Regions from separate parts of the Mus musculus genome. Here region 2 is linked to region 1. Evidence: chromatin contacts called from public promoter capture Hi-C data. All regions are on one chromosome and are shown on one strand. Each heading gives the region's core, a stretch centred on a gene start, on an enhancer-like site or on the middle of the called end of the contact. The rest is flanking DNA. Distances are from core to core; before and after follow the strand shown. Region 1 overlaps Cpn1 (carboxypeptidase N, polypeptide 1). Region 2 overlaps Gm34636 (a long non-coding RNA gene).

Region 1 (3,266 bases), core at 201-2,700:
AGGGTCACAGAGCTCTCGGGACTAATGTCACCAATGTTTGTGAGCCACCATGAGGATGCTGGAAACAAACTTAGGTTTGCTGAGACAAGCCAGTACTCTCAATCAACCGCCAAGCCATCTCTCCAGCTCCTGCTGGTCTAACCTTGAATTTTGTTACAATTAAGGAAATTTAAGGGGGGGGGGTGCTGGTGAGATGGTTTAGTGGGTAAGAGCACTGACTGCTCTTCCAAAGATCCTGAGTTCAAATCCCAGCAACCACATGGTGGCTCACAACCATCTGTAATGAGATCTGATGCCCTCTTCTGGAATGTCTGAAGACAGCTACAGTGTACTTACATATAGTAATAAATAAAATCTTAAAAAGAAAAGAAAAGAAAGGAAAGGAAAGGAAAGGAAACGAAACGAAACGAAACGAAACGAAATGAAACGAAAAGAAACTTAGAAACTTTAGCGGTTAAGAGCACTGACTGCTCTGCCAGAGGTCCTGAATTCAATTCCCAGCAACAACATGGTGGCTCACAACCATCTGTAAGGGATCCGATGCCCTCTTCTGGTGTGTCTGAAGACAGAGACAGTATATTCACATTAAATAAATAAATAAATAAGTAAATAAATAAAATCTTTAAAGAAAGAGAGAGAGAGAGAGAGAAACCTTAGATTGTGATCTACTGAGATGGCTCAGTGGTTAAAGGCATTTGCTGCTAAGCCTGACTGAGTTTGAACTTGGTACCCAAAATGCTGGAAGAAGAGAACAGACTACCTTCCACAACTTGCTTTCTGATTTCCACACAAACATCATGGCATGAATACACAAGAGAGAGAGAGAGAGAGAGAGAGAGAGAGAGAAAATTTGAAGTAAATTGTGGTAAAATGTTCACTCTGTGAATTGTACAGCCCAGTTTATCACGCACATTTGTAATATGTGCCTAGCACAACAACTCACTTTTAGAACTCTCTTCATCTGACACTGAAACTGCTCTCCTTAAGATGAAAGTCTCCATCCCTCTCATTCTCTACCCCACCTCCTGCTCTTCCAGCCCCAGACACCATTCTGCATTCTGTCTGTGCGACTGTATAAACTCTATCTAAACAGAGGCACGGCTTACTGCCATACGACTGGCTTATTGCTTATTGCATAATCCAGATCCAGTCGTGCTAAGGTGTGTGTCAGCGCTTACCTGGTTTTGAAGGCCCTTTCTCTCTCTCTCTCTCTGCCTGTCTTCACTTCTTTGAGATTTAACCATGCTGAATAATATAACAATTTTATTCTAATTGTGGTTGCTTTTGTGGGTCTGGAAACACAATTTTGGGTCCCTCGTGTGCTAAGCAAGAGCTTTACCACTGAGCTAAACTTCAGCCCCATTTTTAATTTTCCGGAAGCTCTGTCACACTGCTTGGCTTAGAAGCAACATCACTTTCTGCTCACAGTGCCTAAAAGAGTCCAGTTTCTCCCCCTCCTCCAAGCCTTGTCATGTGTTTCTCACAGCAGCCGTTGCGGTGCACTTGAGGCGGCAGCTGGCTGTGGTTGCTGCTGCCGGGCACCTTTCAGATGTGGACTTGGCTTGTTTTAGTTGGACCTATTCTGGAGGGCCCACCCCTGTTCTAGATAACCTGGCTTGTCTGAGCCCCTCCGATCCTCAGGCTCCTCAGACCCCATTTGAGAGTGGCTTTCTCCGGGAGACTTTCTTCACAGCACTTCTCTTTTTAATGAGGCACAGAATTTACTTCCGTATTTTGCTTACTGTCTGCCCCGGTTAGAACATCAGTTCCATAGAGACAGGGATATAGGCTTGTTTACCCAGAGTCCCCAGCTTACAGTAAAGTTTTGGACAGACAGCTATGCTCTAGGACATTGAAGGAAAACCAACCGCAGGAGTAGAGGGCTGGTTGAGTGGAGTCAGCTCTGGGGACAGCCTGAGCCTGTGGCAACCCCAGCTGCCATTGGAAGACCTCTCTTGCAACCAGAAGAGTCAAACGGAAGGATCTTACCTGTTCCAAGAACTGGATTAAGGCTTCCCGGTTACCCAGCCACTCCCTCTGCAGCTCCTCTTGCCGGGGAAACTTGTCGCAACTCAGCTCGAGCGTGATCTCAAAGCAGTTAGTGTGGAGATAATTGAAGTCTTGCATTCCTAGGGAAAGAGACAGCGGCAGATCTTTGTGTCGAGGGACCCACCATTGCCACCTTTCTCGTTAGTCACAGTTTCTCCACCACATCTTTATCAGCTTCTCTCCTACCTCTTGACATCTGCTAACTTACTCTCCACAGAGCTGTTCCTGAGTCTCAGGCTGAAGGTTAGCCTGGTCTACATAGCAAGTTCCAGGTCTGCCTAGGCTACATAGCGAGGCTCTGTCTTAAAATAAACACAGAGACCAGCAACCATAACTAAACAACTGGTTTCCTCCCAGGTACTAAAGCCCCTAGAAGGTGAGCCATGCAGCTTAACACAGATCACTGGGCCTTAACTCAGGGTTTAACTCAGGAGGCACAGGGCACAGGGCAAGGGCCCCAAGTTTCTGTGTTGGACAACTTCCCAGGTTACTGTGGTCAGAGACCTCATTGCTGAGACAACCACTAGAATTGACCTAATTAACTATTGTTAATCTTGGGATTGTGTTGATTTGGTTTAGGGTGGAGATTCTCTGAGGAGGCACGGGCCATGCTTTCTGAGAGGATAGGGAGGGTGGGGAGGGAGAGAGGGAGGGAGGGAGGGAGGGAGGGAGAGAGAGAGAGAGAGAGAGAGAGAGAGAGAGAGAGAGAGAGAGAGAGAATGATTTGAAAAAGTATAGTGGCACATGCCTTTAATCCAAGCACTCGGGAGGCAGAGGCAGGCGGATTTCTGAGTTTAAGGCCAGCCTGGTCTACAAAGTGAGTTTCAGGACAGCCAGGGCTATACAGAGAAACCCTGTCTCGGGGGAAAAAAAGAAAAAAGAAAAAAAAAGAAAAAGCAATTATCTGGGGCTGGAGAGACAGCTCAGCGGTTAAGAGCACTGACTGCTCTGCCAGAGGTCCTGAGTTCAAATCCCAGCAACCACATGGTGGCTCACAACCATCTGTAATGGGATCCCATGCCTTCTTCTAGTGTGTGTCTGAGGACAGCTGCAGTGTACTCATATAAATAAAAAATAAAGACATCTTGAAAGAAAGAAAGAAAGAAAGAAAGAAAGAAAGAAAGAAAGAAAGAAAAGAAAAGGAAAGGAAAGGAAAGGAAAGGAAAGGAAAGGAAAAGAAAAGAAAAGAAAAGAAAAGAAAAGAAAAGAAAAGAAAA
Region 2 (3,266 bases), core at 225-2,724, 400 kb before region 1:
CTCTGATTTTTATATATAATGCTTTTGTATACCAAAAGGAGACCACTAGAAAAATTATCAAAAATGGTCGGTGGTCTTTCACAAGCTTTGTCACCATTCAGATTCAGAGTCCCGGCTATTCTAAATAGGATCCTGTTATCGCCAACTGGGACTTTGGGGGATAAGTATTCCATGAGGAAGGTCAAAGAAAATGTCAGCCTTTCCTCTTCTATCTGCAGGGCCCTGGATACAAGAGCTGACTTCTGGATTATGAGACTGCAATTTTGAAAGGAAAAAAAAAAGATCAACACACCCCACCATCTATTTATTTAATATTAAAAATAATATTTCACTGAGTTTGGCTGGCGTCAGACTGAGCGGTTACTCATACAGGAATTCAAACAAAAGCAGCCTTGGCCCCAGGCCAGTGGGCTGGTGCTGGGTGGTCCAAGTCCATCCTTAGCTCCGAATAAGTAGCTTGTAAGCTGCTTGCAGACCTGCTTTGGTTTGGGAAGATGATGTATTCATTTATTTATTAGAAATGTTTTAACAGGAAATGCTAATCGTTTGCATTTAGCGAGAACTGCCAGGGAGACAGCTGGAGGAACCCAGCAAACATTGCTGGGTGGAAGTTCGCTGTTCTTGGCCCTGGAGCCCAATCAGTGTCTGTTGTAAGAATGTTCTAGAACTTAGCACACCAACTTAGTGCAAAAGATCTTGGTTGTCTCACTTTAGAACAAAAGAAAGGAACGGGGTCCATTCTCTAGCCACCCCGCCTTCTCTCCCTGTCTCCATGTGTTTCTTGGGGACCTAAGGGTGGCTTGTGGGTACAGATGCTGGTTCTGATTGGCGTGAATGAGTCAAGTTCAAACCTCCAGGTAGGCTAATGGGAGCTGAGATGTGAGCAACACATGTGTAACTTGAAGCAGTTTTTATCATGACTATGGACTGGAGTCGGTCATGGACTCAGAGTTTACATGTGTGTGTCTTTGATGTGTATAAGAGCCAACAGCAGGTATCTCCAGGGATTTCAGGCATGTCTCCCAGGTGCAGAGTGTACTCCAGTATTTGGGGTGGTTTTCGTCACATCAGAGGGAAGATAAAGAAGGGACAATAAATACAACACAGAGGTATACATACAGGAGGAGAGTGAGCAAGTCTGTGCTTTAAGAATCCTCTTGCAAAGAATTACTTCGGAAGAATGTAGGATTTTCCTCATGGGGGAAGGGCGTGGGGCATGGGGTCTAATGTCTAACCCGGTCTGGCACGACAAATTTGCTGTTCCTGTGTTTCCAGATAACAATGGAGGTGAAGCGGGGGCCCTGGAAACCAGTCAAGATCCCCAGAGATAAACCCTGGGGCAGCAAGAAGGCTGTCAATGAAAAGTGGCCTGACCTTTCGCCTCGTGAGTCACAGAATTCCCACAAATGCTGTGTCCCCACCAGCTCTGGCAGAACTCACCGCCACAGTCCAGACTTCGAAGCCACTTTGTAAACAGAGAGGAGGGTGTGTTGTACCAAGTCAGAGCACTGGTACCCGGAGCACCTCAAAACACAGGGTGTGTGCTCTCTTACCCTTCTTCCCAGGTTCAAAAAGTCATAGAACCCTTAAACAGTTTGCCTCTGCAAATGCGGTCTACAGCCATCTAAGTGCCTTTAAATGGATCTGAATGTAGCGTTCCACATCTGAACCAAGAGCCTTTGGGAGGACTGTGCTAAAGCAGTGAATCTCAAGGGAAGGGGGGGCAAGGGTGCAGGGGCAGGGGCGTGGGCGTGGGTAGGGATGAGACCAAAAGAAAGAGATGCTATGCTTTCAGTGTGGTTTGTCTACCCCAAGACTCACACTGGAGTTTAATCTCTCTTGTGGGGCACTCAATCAGATGAAGTCTTTGGGAGGTGATGGGGGTAAGATAAGGTCACCAGGGTGGAGCCCCTTGATTTAATACCGTGGCTGTAAAAGAACAGGAAGAAACCAGAATACACGCACGCACATGCTCTCTGTCCCTTGTCGTGTGATACCGTGCGTCACCAGGTTGCCATCAGCAAGGCTATCACCAGATGCAGCCCCATGACCTTTGACCAGAACCATGAGCCAAAAGAAACTTCTAGTAATTAGTATGTGTCTTCCCTAGTCGGCTGCTGTTGTGTTAAGAGCAACAGAAAACATAAAACCAATGGGTCTATACTGTTGACAGCACTTAAGAGTTAAATAAAAGTTGGGGGTTCACTGAATGTCTTATTTAAGATACAAAGTTAATTAATCTCTTTGCACCTTGGGTTCTGCAACAAAAATGAGAGTGTTTTGAAGTCTCTGGTTTTTGAATCCATAAACTCAGATTTTTTTTCCCCCCATGACAACAGTCTTACTATACATTCACCATACCTCAAAAACAAACACACAAACCATTGACCACCATGCTTACTTCTAGGATGATGGTTCCCAGTCCTAGCTGTCCATGTAGTCACTCGGCGAGCTAGCCAATGACAATGTTGGTGTGCAAAGCCACTCCCAGAGGTGATGGAGTTGACCTGGATTGGCTCAGATACCAGAATCTCTCTTCTACCGTCTTTGAAAACAAGACCTTCTTTTCTTTGAAGTAGCCCATCTGCTCCCTAACCATTTCCACCCCAGACTCCCTGCATAGCCCATTACTTGAAAGTGCCCCATAGTTCAAAGCCTAACTCAGCTTCCCTCTTCTCAAGAAGGCCTTCACGGATGATGCCCCAGGCCTCCTACCTCCCTTCCTCCCTTGCACAGGAAGTTCTCCATAGCAACATTGAGAATGATGCCGATGATTCCGGTACCCAGCAAGTTATCAGGCTCACTGTGGAGTGTGTTGCTCGCATCATGCTGTGTCGTTCTCACAGCAACACTGCTGGCTAGTGTGGGAACACAAGAAGTCTATGCGCTGACTCCCCTGAGGTTACACAGCTGCAACTGGCAAATCCAGGCCCCAGAGAGAAAAGTTACACTTTAGTAGCCCAGCTCACTTCTGAAAACCCCCCCCTTCCATGCCTCTACTTCTACCAGAAGTTCCTATCTGTTACTTCTCTGCATTTCATACTCCTCCGCCCACTAACACTCTCCACTGCTGGTGCTTGCTATCGTCAGATTTACATAGTCACTGGTTGCCATTGCTATCCAGGCAGAAGGCCTCAGCTCCTGCGCATGATCAGGATTTGTCTTAGAGAGATCTACTTTATGTTGAAGTCTTCAGGGACACTTAATCTAAGAGCAGGGAGCACATGTTTGTAAATCTTACCTTCGAGTTTCGTCTTCCTCCTCAT

What was found. Capture Hi-C pulls out chosen DNA fragments and counts their contacts.
Region 2: a promoter capture Hi-C map of adipose tissue shows a contact between it and region 1. The contact joins two enhancer-like sites. A contact is called at or near these places in 1 of 115 datasets of contacts at active chromatin or transcription factors (pancreatic cancer cells) and 1 of 9 other capture datasets (adipose tissue).

The regions. Positions count from the first base shown.
Region 1 is chr19:43,964,186-43,967,451 of GRCm38.p6, forward strand. It overlaps Cpn1 (carboxypeptidase N, polypeptide 1), which reads right to left. Exons shown (of 9, transcript NM_030703.2): 6 at 1,990-2,129. Among named protein-coding and RNA genes, the nearest start is that of Cpn1, 21 kb to the right of the region's middle. Within about 2 kb of position 1,451, at least 60 of the 459 cell types and tissues checked have an H3K27ac peak or open chromatin away from gene starts, as enhancers often do. A contact at or near this core is called in adipose tissue, where this site is marked.
Region 2 is chr19:43,562,962-43,566,227 of GRCm38.p6, forward strand. The region is part of intron 1 of Gm34636 (a long non-coding RNA gene); the gene reads right to left. Among named protein-coding and RNA genes, the nearest start is that of Gm34636, 4.4 kb to the right of the region's middle. Within about 2 kb of position 1,475, at least 13 of the 459 cell types and tissues checked have an H3K27ac peak or open chromatin away from gene starts, as enhancers often do. A contact at or near this core is called in adipose tissue, where this site is marked.